Regions from separate parts of the Nomascus leucogenys genome. Here region 2 is linked to region 1. A link is a contact called in public Hi-C data. All regions are on one chromosome and are shown on one strand. Each heading gives the region's core, a stretch centred on a gene start, on an enhancer-like site or on the middle of the called end of the contact. The rest is flanking DNA. Distances are from core to core; before and after follow the strand shown. Region 1 overlaps GNG7 (guanine nucleotide-binding protein G(I)/G(S)/G(O) subunit gamma-7). Region 2 holds the start of GADD45B (growth arrest and DNA damage-inducible protein GADD45 beta).

Region 1 (7,783 bases), core at 2,195-4,694:
ACCTGCTCTTCCAATGAGGCAGTGGCTTGAGACAATGGACTTTAGATGAGGGGCTGAGAGCCCAAAGCCCCTCCTATGTGTTAATTCAACACCTAATTCAACGTATAGTTCAAGCGAATTCACCTAATTCAATGTAGGCGCTAACTCAGCAAGAGACAGTGTGCAGCCTGTGGCAGGAAGTAGGCTGCAGCCACCAGCTGGGTTAACCTCGCATCAGAAATTCTTCATCTGAATTCCTTTTGCACGTCCCTTAAACACCATCCCTTTCCCTGGCTGGTTCTACCCAGCTGCAGGGCCATGTTGGGATGCTCAGGGCCTGGGGCACATTTGCCCTCCTGGGCCACCTCTTCTACTCAAAAAATGTCCGAAGTTGGCCAGGCACGGTAGTTCACATCTGTAGTCTCAACACTTTGGGAGGCCGAGGCAGACGGATCACCTGAGGTCAGGAGTTCGAGACCATCCTGGCCAACATGGTGAAACCCCGTCTCTAATTTTGTAAAAATACAAAATTAGCCAAGGGTTGCGGTGGGTACCTATAGTCCCAGCTACTCAGGAGGCTCAGGCAGGAGAATTGCTTGAAGTGGGAGGTGGAAGTTGCAGTGAGCTGAGATCGCACCACTGCCTGGGCGACACAGCGAGACTCTCTCAAAAAAAAAAAAAAAAAAAAAATCCTAAGCTGTGTTTTACAATTGTCTTGGCATAAAAACAAACAGAATCCAGACTGGATTCATGATTATACACTCACAAGTATTTTATTCATCTTTCGTCGACTGGATTTTAAAACATTTCCAGGAGCCCTGGACCTGGGGCTTTTGTGCCGTGGGAGCCTGGGTCCTGCCTGGGGGGGTCCCGGCTTCAGTCTTCTCACAGAGGCCCCCTCCCCTCACCCAGGCTGGGTCACCCCGATGTGAAATGCCGGGGTCCCAGACGCACCTTCTTTGCAGCCTGGGCTGCTACCCTGGAATTGTTTTTAAATGGGGGTGATGCTGCCCCCAGGGGGCACTGGGCGATGTCTGGGGACATATGTGGTTATCACAACTGGGGAGCTCCTGGCATGGAGTGGGCAGAGGCCAGGGATGCTGCTCAGCACCGTGCAGTGCCCAGGATGGCCCCACCCCAGAGAAGGATGGGGCCCCAGGGGAGACCGTAGACCAAAGTCAATCCAATTATTAAAAAGAAAGAAAGATTTGGCCCGGTGCGCTGGCTCACACCTGTAGTCCCAGCCCTTTGGGAGGCCAAGGCAGGCGGATCACGAGGTCGAGAGATCGAGACCATCCTGGCCAACATGGTGAAACCCCGTCTCTACTAAAAATACCAAAATTAGCTGGGCGTGGTGGCAGGTGCCTGCAGTTCCAGCTACTTGGGAGGCTGAGGCAGGAGAATCACTTAAACCCGGGAGGTGGAGGTTGCAGTGAGCTGAGATCGCACCACTGCACTCCAGCCTGGTGACAGAGCGAGACTCTGTCTCAAAAAAAAAAAAAAAAAAGATTTTTATTTTTATTTATTTTTACTTTTACTTTTTATTTTTTTAGAGACAGAATCTCACTCTGTCGCCCAGGCTGGAGAGCAATGGCGCAATCGAGGCTCAGTGCAGCCTCCACCTCCCGGGTTCGAGCGATTCTCCTGCCACGGTCTCCTGCATAGCTGGGATTACAGGCGCCCGCCAGCACACCTGGCTAATTTTTAAATCTTTGTAGAGAGCTGGTGTTGCTCTGTTGGCCAGGCTGGTCTCCACTTTCTGAGCCCAAGTGATCCTCCCACCTTGGCCTCCCCAAGTGCTGGGATTACAGGCGTGAGCCATCGCACCCGGCCTAAGAGAGATTTTTAAATGGTATTATCAAATAAATCATTAAATAGATTCAGGCTATGCACCGTCTTGCCCACCTGACGTCAAGCCCCACGCAGGACGGGACCCCCTCCTGCCACGGTCCTGGGACGGGGCACCTCGAGCTCACTCAGTGGTGACAGCGAGGCCGCCTGTCGGGCCATGACCAGCAGGTGGCAGCACAGCCCAGCTCCCGGGAGACCTGTCCTGGCTCCAGCTCCCAGCGTCCCAGAAACACCGCAGTCTAGACGCTCGCCAGGCGGAATTCCTCGCCCCTGAAGTCAGTCTGCGTGTAGACATTCGCGATACCAGCTCTCAGTCATCATTTCCCACTCTGCGTCTCCCAGGCTGTCTCGCCAGGGCCCTGGATCCCTGGGCTGAGCGGCTTAGTAAGGGTCGGGGTGGCGGGGAACCCTGGGCGCCGCACCCGGGGCGAGGGGCCCACTTCCCAGAAAGCAGAGTGCGAGAGGGAAGCCATCCAAGGCAGGTGCCGGGCGTGGTCGTTTCTGAGAATGTTTAGGACGTTTCCCCAAGCCTGGCACGTGAGCCCCGTCCCCCCCCAACCCCCTCCCCCCCACACACACACACTGCCTGATAGGAACTGAGAGTGTCAAGTTTAGTGCCCAGGAGACAGGTGTCTGCACGCTCAGGCCGACCGAAACCAAACCTGGCCTGGGAGAAACGTATCCCAGGGGCCACCTGGGTCCCTGGGGCCAATTTGGTTCAAACCTCTTCTGAAACCTGTCAGCATCTTGCAACAGTAAAAGAGGGTCTGTCGCGCCTGTAATCCCAGCACTTTGGGAGGCTGAGGCGGAAGGATCGCTTGAGCCCAGGAGTTTGAGACCAGCCTGGACAAGATAGCAAGACCCCGTCTCTACTAAAAAATAAAAAAAATTAGTGGCCGGGCGTGGTAGCTCATGCCTGTAATCCCACCACTTTGGGAGGCGGGAGGATCACCTGAGGTCAGGAGTTTGAGATCAGCCTGGCCAACATGGTGAAACCCCGTCTCGACTGAAAATACAAAAATGAGCTGAGCGTGGTGGCAGTTGCCTGTAATCCCAGTTACTCAGGAGGCTGAGGCAGGAGAATCGCTTGAACCCGGGAGGCAGAGGTTGCAATGACCCAGGATCACACCACTACACTCCAGCCTGGGCGACAGAGCAAGACTCTGTCTCAAAAAAAAATAATAATAAATAAAAATTTAAAAAAAAAATGCCAGGTATGGCAGTGCACACCTATAGTCCAAGCTGCTCGGGAGGCTGAGGCAGGAGGATTGCTTGAGTCCAGGAGGCTGAGGCTGCAGTGAGCCATGATTGCACCACTGCACTCCAGTCTGGGCGACAGAGCGAGACCCTGTCTCAAAAGCGATAATAATAATAATAAATAAAGAAGGTCTTTGTCATGTTATCCGAGGCCACCTGAGCTGTCCCCCGGGGCAAGGCCGTTGCCAGAGGCTTCCCCATGCTGTCATCATCTTGACCCGGTGATATTAACCTCTGAGAGTTTAGGGGAGGGAGGGGGCCCTCCGCTTTTGGGAGCACTGGGCGGGGAGCCTGGCAGGTGCTCGGTGGTGGTGACAGACCTTGGCTGTTTAAAGTGCACACTCACCTGCTTTTCCTGTACCGTTCAATTTCCTCACTCGTGGTCAAGGAGCTCTAGAAGTGCACTGAGTTCATTGGCTCACCGAGGGTCCCCCAATAGGCCAGAGGCACCCCCAGGTCCCACTGGATTGTCCTACGGTGGCCAGTCTGCAGCTGTGAGCTCTGGGGACTAGTTGCCTTAACCCAGCGTGATGGTTTGCTGGGGTTCTGTAACTTCAAGCCACAGGCTGGAGGGCTTTAGCAACAGAGATTTCTTCTCTCTCTCGGTTCTGGAGGCTGGAAGTCCAAGATGGTAACAGGCGGGACCCTGTCTGCTCTGGCACTCAGGACGTGGTGCCCAAACATCACTGCAATCCACCCAGCTGTCCTGCACAGCGGGATTCCAGAAATGGCCAAAATGAGGCTCACGGAAGAGAGCCTGAGGTCCTCCAGCAAGTGAGCGGCTAAACTGCAGTTGTTACCCGGACCTGTCGGCTCCCAAATCCCAGGGCAGGACCAGGGTCAGGCAAGCAATGTACTCACACTGGGCACAAAATTGAAGGGGGCGCTAAAAAACCTCAGTGACCAAGATGAAATAATACTTTAGTGTAAAACAAAAATTAGCTGGGTGGGGTGGTACGTGCCTGTAGTCCCAGCTCCACAGGACTCTGAGGTGGGAGGATCATGAGGCTAGGAGTTCAAGACCAGCCTTGGCAACATAGTGAGACCCCCATCTCTATGAAAAATTAAAAATTAGCCAGGTGTGGTGGTTCGTGCCTGTAATCCCAGCTACTTGGGAGGCTAAGGCAGGAGGATTGCTTGAACCTGAGAGGCAGAGGGTTGCAGTGAGCCAAGATCGCGCCACTGCGTTCCAGCCTGGAAGATAGAGCGAGACCCTGTCTCACAACAAAAAAAAAAAAGAGAGAGAGAATGTACAAGAACTAGGTAGGCATGATGTTTGTACAATGTTGTGAATGTGTTGAATGCCACTGAATTGTTCACTTTAAAATGCTTAATTTTACATTATGCAAACCTTACCTCAATTTCTTTCAAAAGCGGGTCAGAAGGTGGCTTTGGAGAAGGCACACCAATTTTGGCAGTGGTCGCAGGCCTACAGGGGTCTGCTGAGGCCCTCAGTGCCAGCAGACAGGGTTACCTGGAGCGGGGAGCCCAGCAGGCCCTCTGACAGCCTCAGTGCAGGCCCCGGGAGAGCGTGTCCTCTGTGTCTGCCCCACGCAGGGAAGGCCTTTGAGACTCTGCCATCTGTATCCCCTGCTGCAGAGAGGGGGGTTGCCCGGGAGGCACCCGGCCCCTTGCCCTGGGGTGTCCGTTGGCAGCCAGGGGAGCTCCTCCAGGTTGCTGGTCTCGTGACTCTGCAGATGACTAAAGCGGCACAGGTGTGCCTGCATCTGGGGACACGTGAGCCTGCTCCCTGTCCCTGGATTACTGACCTGCGTCATTTGGGGCTGCAGGGGAGCTGCACCGAGGCCGTCAGCGTGCCTGCCGGGTTGCCCACCTCCAGGGACGATCTGTGTCCTCCTGTGTGTGTGAAGAGCCTGTCCCTCCAGCCCGCAGGCCTTGCCTTGCAGGGACTTCAGAGATTTTTTTTTTTTTTTTCCCAGGGGCAGATCCCATGTGGGCAGAACCTCTCTGCATCAGATATTACTCTTGGGTTTCGGTCTTTCTGCTCCTCAGACATCCCCGCTCTTTTCCTCCACCCACTCTTCGCCACCTGCGAATTGTTCTGACTTTTAGGTGTGAAACCGACGTGGCACGCTCTGTGTCATGGGTGGCAGGGCGGCGACCTCAGCCTAACCTTTATTTATTTATTTTCTTCCTCCACCTTCCCACTCACTTGCCTTAACCTTTTTTTTTTTCTCTCAAATACCATCTGGTCTTCTGATCTCCCTCAAAGAGCTGCGTCTCAGGTCGCAGGTGAACTTTCTGGATGGCGTGGTCTGCGTGCGTGTGTGCGTCTGGCTGCCTGCCAGGAGGGAACTGGTGTTGCTGCCCTGTGTCGCTGTCGCCTGAAAGCATTGCTGTCCTGGGGGGACCGCTCCCTAGAAAGCCTCTATGCTGTGTCGTTGGTGAGCGCCGGTGTGTGCTGACACCGCACGCTCCTTCCCAGTGCCGACGATCACAGCTCTGCCTCTGAAGTGAGAAGCAGAGATGCCACTGGGAGGGGCGGGGGGCGGAGGGCACGGGGTTCCAGTGCCAGGCTGAGCCTACATGGGAGGTACTTGCAGACTGGCCCCAGGTGGGTTTTATATGTTGTTAAAATACATAACAATGTAGTTTAGCTTGCCCCGTCCTAATACGTATTTCTTTTTCTTTTTCCTTTTTTTTTTTTTTTTTTTTTTTTTTTTTTTACCATTTTAGTCTTTTTTTTTTTTTTCTTTTTGAGATGGAGTTTCACTCTTGTTGCTCAGGCTGGAGTGCAGTGGTGCGATCTCGGCTCACTGCAACCTCTGCCTCCCAGGTTCAAGCGATTCTCCTGCCTCAGCCTCCCAAGTAGCTGGGATAACAGGCACCTGCCATCATGCTTGGCTAATTTTTTGAATTTTTAGTAGAGACTAAAAATGTTAGGGTTTCTCCATGTTGGTCAGGCTGGTCTTGAACTCCTGACCTTAGATGATCCACCTGCCTCGGCCTCCCAAAGTGCTGGGATTACAGGTGTGAGCCACCACACCTGGCCTCCTTCTTCTTCTTTTTTTTTTTTTTTTTTTTTGACACAGGGTCTTGCTTGTCATCCAGGCTGGGGTGCAGTGGTGCAATCACAGCTCACTGCAGCCTCAACCTCCTGGGCTCAAGTGATCCTCCCACCTCAGCCTGTTGAGTAGCTGGGACTACAGACACACACCCACCACATCCAGCTAATTTTTAAATTTTTCGTAGAGACAGGGTCTCACTATGTTACCCAAATCCTGGGCTCAAATGATCCCCCCGCCTCGGCCTCCTGAGGTGCTGGGATTACAGGCATGAGCCACGGTGCCCGGCCCTTGTTTACTGTTCAGAAGTTTGCAAGTCCGTGGCATTATTTACATGAATGCTGCATGCAAACACCAGCACTATCTATCTAGTCCCAGAAACTTGTCATCACCGAGAATGGGAACCTTCCCAGTTTAGTTTTGGAATGTTCCAAAGAGACTGCACCATCTGAGCATGTTGTTGGTCTTCCTTGCCTTGGCTGCCTTCCCTCGTCCCGACTTTTTATTTTTGAGACAGGGTCTAACTTTTTTAATTAATTAATTAATTAATTTTTTTTTGAGACGGAGTTTCACTCTTGTTGCCCAGGCTGGAGTGCAGTGGCACAATCTCGGCTCACCACAACCTCCACCTCCCGGGTTCAAGCGATTCTCCTGCCTCAGCCTCCTGAATAGCTGGGATTACAGGCATGCGCTACCACACCCAGCTAATTTTTGTATTTTTAGTACAGATGGGGTTTCTCCCCATCTGTTGGTCAGGCTGGTGTCGAATTCCTGACCTCAGGTGATCCACCCACCTCAGCCTCCCAAAGTGCTGGGATTACAGGCATGAGCCACTGCACCCGGCCAGAAACAGAGTCTAACTTTGTCACGCAGGTTGGAGTGCAGTGGTGCAATCTCAGCTCACTGTAGCCTTCAACTCCTGGGCTCAAGTGATCCTCCCACCTCAGCCCCCCGAGGACTACAGGTGCACACCACCACGCCCAGCTAATTTTTGTATTTTCTGTGGAGATGGGGTCTCACTGTGTTGCCCAGGCTGGTCTCAAGCTCCTGGGCTCAAGCAATCCACCCACCTCAGCCTCCCACAGTGCTGGGATGACAGGCGTGAGCCACCCAGCCTCCTCCTGACTCTTACAAGCGGCTTGCTTGCTTGGAAGCTTGCCCGGCTGCAGGGCACGGAGGCATCTCCTGTGAGCATCTATGTTTGCCCTGAAAAGAGACTTTGTATGTAGTGTGAGTAATGCCCCCAAAGATATTGGCTCCCAAATCTCTGGAACCTGTGAATTTTCCCTTATATGACAAAGAGGTTGTAGAAGTGATTATATGAAGGATCTTCAGATGGCAGAGTATCCTGGGTTCTCCAGGTGGACCCTAAACAATTACAAATGTCCTTATAAGAGTGAGATTTTGGCTGGATGTGGTGGCTCACACCTGTAATCCCAGCACTTTGGGAGGCCAGGGCAGGCAGATCACGAGGTCAGGAGATCGAGACCATGCTGGCCAACATGGTGAAACCCCATCTCTACTAAAAATACAAAAATTAGCCTGGGCGTGATGGCGCGCACCTGTAATCCCAGCTACTTGGGAGGCTGAGGCAGGAGGATCACTTGAACCCAGGAGGCAGAGGTTGCAGTGAGACAAGATCACGCCACTGCACTCCAGCCTGGGCAACA
Region 2 (7,783 bases), core at 3,878-6,377, 140 kb after region 1:
GCCAATGAGACCCCATTTCTACAAAAAAAGTAACAAATAGCTAGGCATGGTGGTGTGCACCTTTAGTCCCAGCTACTCAGGAGGCTGAGGCTGGAGGATTGCTTGAGCCCAGGAGGTCGAGGCTGCAGTAAGCCACGGTCAAGCCACTGCACTCCAGCCTGAGCAACAGAGCATGACCCTGCTTCTTTTTCGTTGTTTTTCTTTTTTAATTTTTTTCTTTTTCTTTTTTTTTTTTGAGACGGAGTGCAGTGGCAGGATCTCTGCTCACTGCAACCTCCGCCTCCTGGGTTCAAGCAATTCTCCTGCCTCAGCCTCCTGAGTAGCTGGGACTACAGGCGCCTGCCACCACACCCAGCTAACTTTCGTATTTTTAGTAGAGACAGGGTTTCACCCTCTTGGCCAGGCTGGTCTCGAACTCTTGACCTCAAATGATCCACCCACCTTGGCCTCCCAAAGTCCTGGGATTACAGGCGTGAGCCCCTGCGCCCAGCCTTCCACATCTTTTGTGGGGGACAGAACTCAAACCATAACAGGTGTGAGCCACTGCGCCCAGCTAAATCTAAAATTTTTAAATGAATAATCTTTTAAAAATTGGAAAAAAAACCCATGATTCTGGAAGTACATTGAAGGAAGCTGGTCAAAGAATCTATATTTCAGGGTCTGTTTGTTTGTTTGTTTTGAGACAGAGTCTCACCCTTTCACCCAGGCGGGAGTGTGGTGGTGTGATCACAGCTCACTGCAGCCTCAATCTCCAGGGCTCAAGTGCTCCTCCCGCCTCAGGCTCCCAAGTAGCACAGGCCTACACCACCATGCCCAGCTAATTTTTAAATTTTTTTGTAGAGATCTGGATCTCCCTGTGTTTGCCCATGCTGGTCTCGAACTCCTGGGTTCAGGGATTCCTCCCACCTCCCCCAAGCCTCCCAAAGTCTTGGGATTACAGAGAGTGAGCCACAGGGCCGGCCCAGGAATCTATATATCATTTACTCTCCTCAACAATCTATGAGCTAGGTAGCATTATCCCCATTTTTCAGAGGGAGAAACTGAGGCACAGACAGGTGAGGGTCCTGGCTGAGGGTCCCACCACTGGGGCCCCTCCATGCCCTGTCTCCGCTTGGGGTTCAGGAGCCTGAGATCCTGCTGCACTGTTCCAGAGAGCAAGAATGGAACAATCCGGAAGGAGACAGACCATCCCATCCCTGGGGGCATAGCCCTCCCAGCTGGCCTCGCCTCCCTACCCTAGGAGCTTGACCAATGGAAGAGCCAGAGACTGGAGCGGTGGCTCAGACCTGTAATCTCAGCATTTTGCAGGCCAAGTCGGGCGTGAGGTCAGGAGTTTGAGACCAGCCTGGCCAACATGGTGAAACCCCATCTCTACTAAAAATACAAACATTAGTTGGGCGTGGTGACGGGTGCTTGTAGTCCCAGCTACTCAGGAGAATCGCTTGAACCCAGGAGGTGGAGGCTGCAATGAGGCGAGATCGCGCCACTGCACTCCAGCCTGGGCGATGGAGTGAGACTGTCTCAAAAGAAAGAAAAAGAAAAGCCAGAGCTTTTCCAGGCCGCCGCTAGGCAGACCCTTGCCCCACCTGGTCCTTCCCCACCTGGAGCCCCCTTGGGTTTTGGCCCCCCCATGTTCTCCCGCATCCCAATCCCTCAAGAGCCCCTCGCCCTCTGTCACTCTTCCCAGGTGCTCTCCCCTCTTGGGCTCCATCTCAGGGATCCCCACTCCATCACCCCCTACCCCCTCGGGCCTCCCGCCTCTTCGCCTCCATTCTCCCCTCCCCCAACACCTTCGGGACTCTTTCTACCTGTCTACTCCCCTCCCGGGGTTTCCCTGTTGGTTCAGGGCTGTGGGGGATTCCCCTTCCCCTTCTTGGGCTCCCCTCTCCCCACTTCAGTTCTCCCCTCCTCCTAGCCCCAGGCGGGATCCTCTCCCCTCCCCCCTTCTCCCTCTGGGACTTCCCCCTCCCTCTCTCTCCGTCCCCCGTCGGGGCTCCCCCGATCCCCGTGACTCCTAGGGAGCCGCTGGGGTTTTCCTCATGCGCCCACGTGAGGCTCCGTGGAAAGGTCGCGGCCTGCGGGCAGGACCACCCCACCCCCTCCCCACTCCCCCCTAGTTCCCAGGCTTGGGGCTGCAGGGCAGAGCGCCCAAGGTCATCCCGGCGCCTGGCCAGGGAGGCCCACCCTGCAGACCCGGGGCGGGAAGACTGAGGCCGGGCACGTTAGGGCTGGGCCGCGCTCCCAGCCCGGGGCAGGGGGAGTCACCACCGCGCCTGCAACTTTGGGAGAAGTAGGAGGTGGCTGGCCAGGGCTCGCAGTTTCGGTTTAGAGGCAAAACGCAGCACTGTGCCAAGCCCAGCTGGCCCGGAGGCCGACTTCCTGGGGTATTTTTCTGCTTGTTGATTTTAGTTTGCGGAAATAAAAAAAAAAAAGTTTTTTTCTTTAGTGCAAAAGAGAGGCCTATCCTGGGATGGAGAAGGCTGTGGTGGGCGGGGGGCACTCCCTGGGGAATCCTCCAAACGAGCTCTTCCTTGCAAGCCCTGAGCTCACCTCGCTGTGTGGTCCCAGGTGCCCCCTTGACCGCTCCGGACCTTGGGCTGCGGCGGCCGCCTAGGCGGTCAGGGGCTGCAGCCAGCACCCCCTCCCGCCGAAATGCCTCCGTATGTGCCCAGAGCTTGGGGTTGGCTCCTGCACAGCCAGTAACAGCGGTGGCACGGCGGCCAGGTTTCGTAATAAACCGGTCTCTTAATTGCTACAGGGTAGGAGGAGAAGAAAGAAAAAAAAAAAGAGGCATGGATTTGTTGGAGTCGGTGGCGGCGCCTGCTGCAGAGAGAAGAGGTACTGTTTTTGCATGGGAGCCTGGAACTGCTAACAGGGGCTTAAGTAACACTTCCTGGTGAGGTGGCGGGCGTTGGGGGCGGGGGGGTGAAGCGTGTCCCTGCGGAGGGGGCAGGAGTCCTAGTTGTTCTCAGAAGCCGAAAACATACAAGCAACCAGAGGCTTTAGAAATTTATTACAAGGCCATCATAGTAGAAATAAAAATATAGATATCTGTGCTTCCCATCTCGCTCTCAGTGGTTCGAGTAACAAGTGCAAGTAACAAAATAGATTGTCTTTATAATTCGCAAACTGGGAGTTCATGGGTACAGAGCAACTTCAGCCCTAGCTCCCAAGTCCCAAAGTGTGGTCTTGTCGAGGGTGCAGACAAGGACCAACCAAGTTCAATCAAGTCTCTCGTCTGCAGACGCCAGCTCCAGTCCCAAGGGGGGTGGGGGTTGCAGTCAGTCTCACTCCACCCCCGAGTGGAGAGTCTGGACCCTCCGTGATGGGGAAGGCGGCAGCGTGCCCCACCACTCCGGCTTCTGCTCCATCCCAAGGCCTGAGCTTCGGGGTCCTGTCTCCTGCTGGCCTGGGTCCCCCCTTCTCCTCCATCGGATCGGCGGCCTCCAGCTCCCGGATCTCCGCCCTGGGGGCGGCCGCTCACTCCCCTTCTCCTCCTCCTCCTCTTCAGTCTCCAACGACTCTGCCCCCATGGTCTGGTGGGTTGGGTGGTTTTGGGGGGGTTGTGCTGGGGGGGAGGGGGGTTCAAATATTTATTTTATTTTTTGTTTTTGGCAGCAACTCAACAGATTCTGCTGCTGGGAAGGGCCTCAGCGTTCCTGAAGAGAGATGTAGGGGACCCACTGGTTGTTCCCCCGGCTTTCTTCGCAGTAGCTGGCTACCTCCACCAAGCCGTGGCTCTTCCAGGCGTCTGTGTGAGGGTTCTGTAGGAGGGAAAAGAAGGGGTTTAGTGCGAGCCTCCCTCTCCCGGGGCCCCTGTGTGGGGAAAACAGGCAGGCTCAAAATAGCTCCCTGGGTGAGGAGGCCCCAGCCCGGCTGCCCACGGGACATGCCAAGCGTGGTTGAGCGCTGAGCTGTGCAGGACCAGTCAGCCCCACTTTGTTGACAAACACCGGCCCAGGTGCCCGGGCGTGGCGGGGCAGGGCAGAGGCCCGACTCACCGTGACCAGGAGACAATGCAGGTCTCGGGCCTCGGTGGTGCCCTGGGTCTCGGCCGGCTCTCCCAGGAGCTGCGCCAGGCGCTGCATGCCCGACACCCGCACGATGTTGATGTCGTTGTCACAGCAGAAGGACTGGATGAGCGTGAAGTGGATTTGCAGGGCGATGTCATCCTCCTCCTCCTCGTCAATGGCCAAGAGGCAGAGGACCACGCTGTCTGGGTCCCTGAGGGGGCCAAAGGGAAGGGATGGGTCAGCTGGGGACAGGGGAGAGGCCACCGTGCAGGGGGAGTTTGCAAAAAAGGAGCGTGCAAGAGCAAAAGAGAAACTGCAAGGGTGCAGGGGATTGCCTCTGCAAGCTGGTGACGGTGGGGGGAGGGGAGAGCACCCGGTTCAAAGTATGGGGTGGGGGGAGACAGGCCCACAGCGGGAGAGGCGTTTGCAGACGATACATGAGGATACGGCAGCCCCCCATCCACAAAACGGCAGAGAAGCTCTGCATCCACAGCGGGGGACACTTGGGGAAGTCCCAGCTCCATGCAAGACAAGCGTGTGGAAAGCGTCCAGAGCAGAGGGGAGGTCCCGTCCCACCCGCAACCAGCCCGGGGAGGGGGTCTGACTCACACATTCATCAACTTGGCCGACTCGTACACCCCCACTGTGAGGCGATCCTGGCGCTGAGCGGCCACCAAAAGCTCCTCCACCGCGGCGGTCACAGTCTGCATCCTGAGACCAGGAGAGAGGAATCAGTGACGGGCGGACCACCGGGTGCTACGTTCCGCTCCCGGCCCGGGCCAACCCGACCCATCCGGTCCTGGCCGACCTCAGGCGGCGGCAGCCCCGGCTACTTACTTCTGCGCCGCGTTGTCGCACGCCACGAGCTCTTCCAGCGTCATGTTGCAATTATAATCCACAGTGGACGCGGCTCCACGGCAGTCCCCAGGGAGAAATTGCAAAATCCGAGCCAGAGAGCCCAAAAGCTTCCCACAGACCTAGAGCGCTCGTCCAAGACCTTCGGGAAGCAGCGAAATCCTTCCAGAAAAGGCGGAAAAAAATATTGCAAAGTCCTTGGCGAGGATAATCCAGGAAGTTGCAGAAACCAACGGCAGTCCGACGCTTCGGCGATCTGAGCCGGGAGCCTCCGGCACCGACTTTTATAGACTTGAACACTGGGGTGCCGCCTCAGTGGAGTCATTCGCCCCTCCTATTGGTGGAAAGACGAGGGCGAGTGCAGCCAGCTCTGCGGTTGGCCGACGGAGGGGAGGGGGAGGAGCGCCGTGCGGGGGCGCCCCACGTGGGGGCGAGAACCGGGAGGAGGGCGCGCGGGGGCCGGGTAGGTGACCGCGAATGCCAGAAAAGAAAAAAAAAGCAGAAGTTTTTTTCTCCTGATTTCCCGGCAGCCGAGCCGCGGTTCGGGGCGCGCGCGGGATTTCCAGCGCGCGAGGCGGCCCGGACTTTCGGGGGGGCCTGGAATCCCCTCCCGATCCGCGGAGAGTCCCGGACCGCGCCTTTCCCAAGTTCTGCTGGGGATGGAGGGGCTGCACCGCGAAGGGGCCCCGTTTGCAGCCTGATCTCGCCCAGGTGGTGGTGAGGGCCGGAGTGTCTCCTGGCTGCGACGACCCCAGCCCCTGGGTGATTTCGCTTCTCCCGGCCTCTCTGTTCCCGTCTGAGTAATGGGTCTGCAGCGCCGGCCTCGCTGGTTTGCAGAGCATGACATAAAATACGGCTGACAGTAAGCACCCAATACACATCAGCTGTCACCTGGTGGTCGCGGGAGGCCTCCTCGAGGGCCCCGAAAGTGGGAGGTTGCAAAGCCCGGGTCGTTCTGGAGAAGAAAGCGGGCGCCCCCTCGCCGACCCCGTGAGTTTCAGGGTGGGGTGCGCGTGGGAGGTGCAGGTGGCACGGCCCCGCCTCCGCCGGCTGCCTGGCGTTCCAGCCTTTGCCCGTGCGGAGGCCTCCAGGCCCGGGAGAAAGCCATTGTTGAGGGGAATGGTGCAGGCTCCGGCTGCACGCCGCCACCCAGGGCCCACGTGCAAGGATGACGGCCACTTTTATTTCTCACTCCGGGGTGGGCGCTGACCTGCATTGAGTGCGTGGTGCGGACCTGGCACCCCCCACCCCTCCCGATTCATGGATGATTTAATCCAAGACCTGGGAAGCAGGGGGGATGCTTATGTGCATTATGCAAAAGGGGAAACTGAGGCTTGGTGAGGCCACAGTCTAGTTCGTGTTGGAGCCACGCGTGTGCGCCAGGCACGGCCGCCTGCAGGACTCCGCCGCCCCGGGAAGGCTGTTCAGGAGCGAGGCTGGCAGGCCCCGCATGACAACGTCTCCCACGGTCGACTGGGGGCTCCCGGGTGACTCACATCTGAGTCCCCTCCCCCGCCAGCCTGGGGTCTGGCCTCCGCCCGGCGGCTCGGTTTCCCCGGTTGCCCGGCTCCCCGGCCCGCGGGCCCGGCTGACGCATCCCGCCTCCTCCGCGCCGCCCACCGCTGGGGCACGAAATGTCCCGGGGCTGCGAGGCGCGGTGGCGCCATCTGGTGGCCGCGCCGAGTTTCTGCGCCCTCAGCGCCGGAAGAGAGGGACGGACGGGCGGGGCTCTGGGCTGGATGCGGGGGGATAAGGGGACCGTGGCAGTTGCAACATTTTATATAACTTTATGCAATGTTTTACGCATGCAACATACATATTTATATTTTATAATTTCAATTTAAAAATTAAATCGGCCCGGCGCGGTGGCTCACGCCTGTAATCCCAGCACTTTGGGAGTCCGAGGCGGGCGGATCAACTGAGGTCAGGAGTTCGAGACCAGACTGACCAACATGGCCAACATGAGCTGAAGGTAAGGAAGATCAGGGAGGTGGGTGGGATAAGTGCAAAGTCAGATTCTGTCTTTATTTACGATTTTGATATTTTGTTCCTCATGGATACTTGGGCATTGATTTTGATTTTTTAAAAGTATTGCAGGCCGGGTAATCCCAGCACATTAGGAGGCTGAGGCAGGCAGATCATGAGCTCAGGAGTTCGAGACCAGCCTGACCAACATGGTGAAACCCCATCTCTACTAAAAACACAAAAATTAGCTGGGCGTGGTGGCACGTGCCTGTAATCCCTGCTACTCAGGAGGCTGAGGCAGGAGTATCACTTGAACCCACGAGGTGGCGGTTGCAGTGAGCTGAGATCATGCCACTGCACATGGCGTGGTGACAGAGAGAGACTCTATCCCCACAAAAAAAAAAAAAAAAAAAAGGCTGGGCACGGTGGCTCACACCTGTAATCCCAGAACTTTGGGAGGCCCAGGCAGGAGGATCACCTGAGGCCGGGAGTTCAAGACCAGCCTGACCAACATGGAGAAACCCCATCTCTACTAAAAATACAAAATCAGTCGGGCGTGGTGGCACATGCCTGTAATCCCAGCTACTCTGGGGGCTGAGGCAGGAGAATTGCTTGAACTTGGGAGGCAGAGGTTGCAGTAAGCCAAGATTGCAGTGAGCCGAGATCACGCCACTGCATTCCAGCCTGAGTGACAGAGTGAAACTCTGTGAAGGAAGGAAGGAAGGAGGGAGGGAGGGAGGGAAGGAAGGAAGGAAGGAAGGAAGGAAGGAAGGAAGGAAGAAAGAAAGAGAGAAAGAAAGAAGGAAAGAAAGAAAGAAGAGAGAAAGAAAGAAAGGGGTGTGTTGTGTGCACCTAGCTACTCTGGAGGCTGTAATCCCAGCTACTCCGGAGGCTGAGGCAGGAGGATCACCTGAGCCCAGGAGTTCCTGGCTGCAGTGAGCAGGGATTGC

Evidence for each region. Hi-C and Micro-C count contacts between places; a contact is called where the count stands out from the background.
Region 2: a contact with region 1 is called in a Hi-C map of a lymphoblastoid cell line, with 11 times the contacts expected there. The contact joins the promoter of GADD45B here to the enhancer-like site in region 1. A contact is called at or near these places in 4 of 4 Hi-C or Micro-C datasets (a lymphoblastoid cell line and an unstated tissue).

The regions. Positions count from the first base shown.
Region 1 is chr17:93,166,792-93,174,574 of Asia_NLE_v1, forward strand. All of the region lies in intron 2 of GNG7 (guanine nucleotide-binding protein G(I)/G(S)/G(O) subunit gamma-7), which reads left to right. Among named protein-coding and RNA genes, the nearest start is that of GNG7, 90 kb to the left of the region's middle. Within about 2 kb of position 3,445, the one cell type or tissue checked has an H3K27ac peak away from gene starts, as active enhancers do. A contact at or near this core is called in a lymphoblastoid cell line, where this site is marked.
Region 2 is chr17:93,300,306-93,308,088 of Asia_NLE_v1, forward strand. GADD45B (growth arrest and DNA damage-inducible protein GADD45 beta) reads right to left here and starts at 5,128. Exons shown (of 4, transcript XM_030795938.1): 1 at 4,851-5,128; 2 at 4,623-4,724; 3 at 4,002-4,224; 4 at 2,995-3,764. The coding sequence starts at 4,894. The coding sequence ends at 3,651.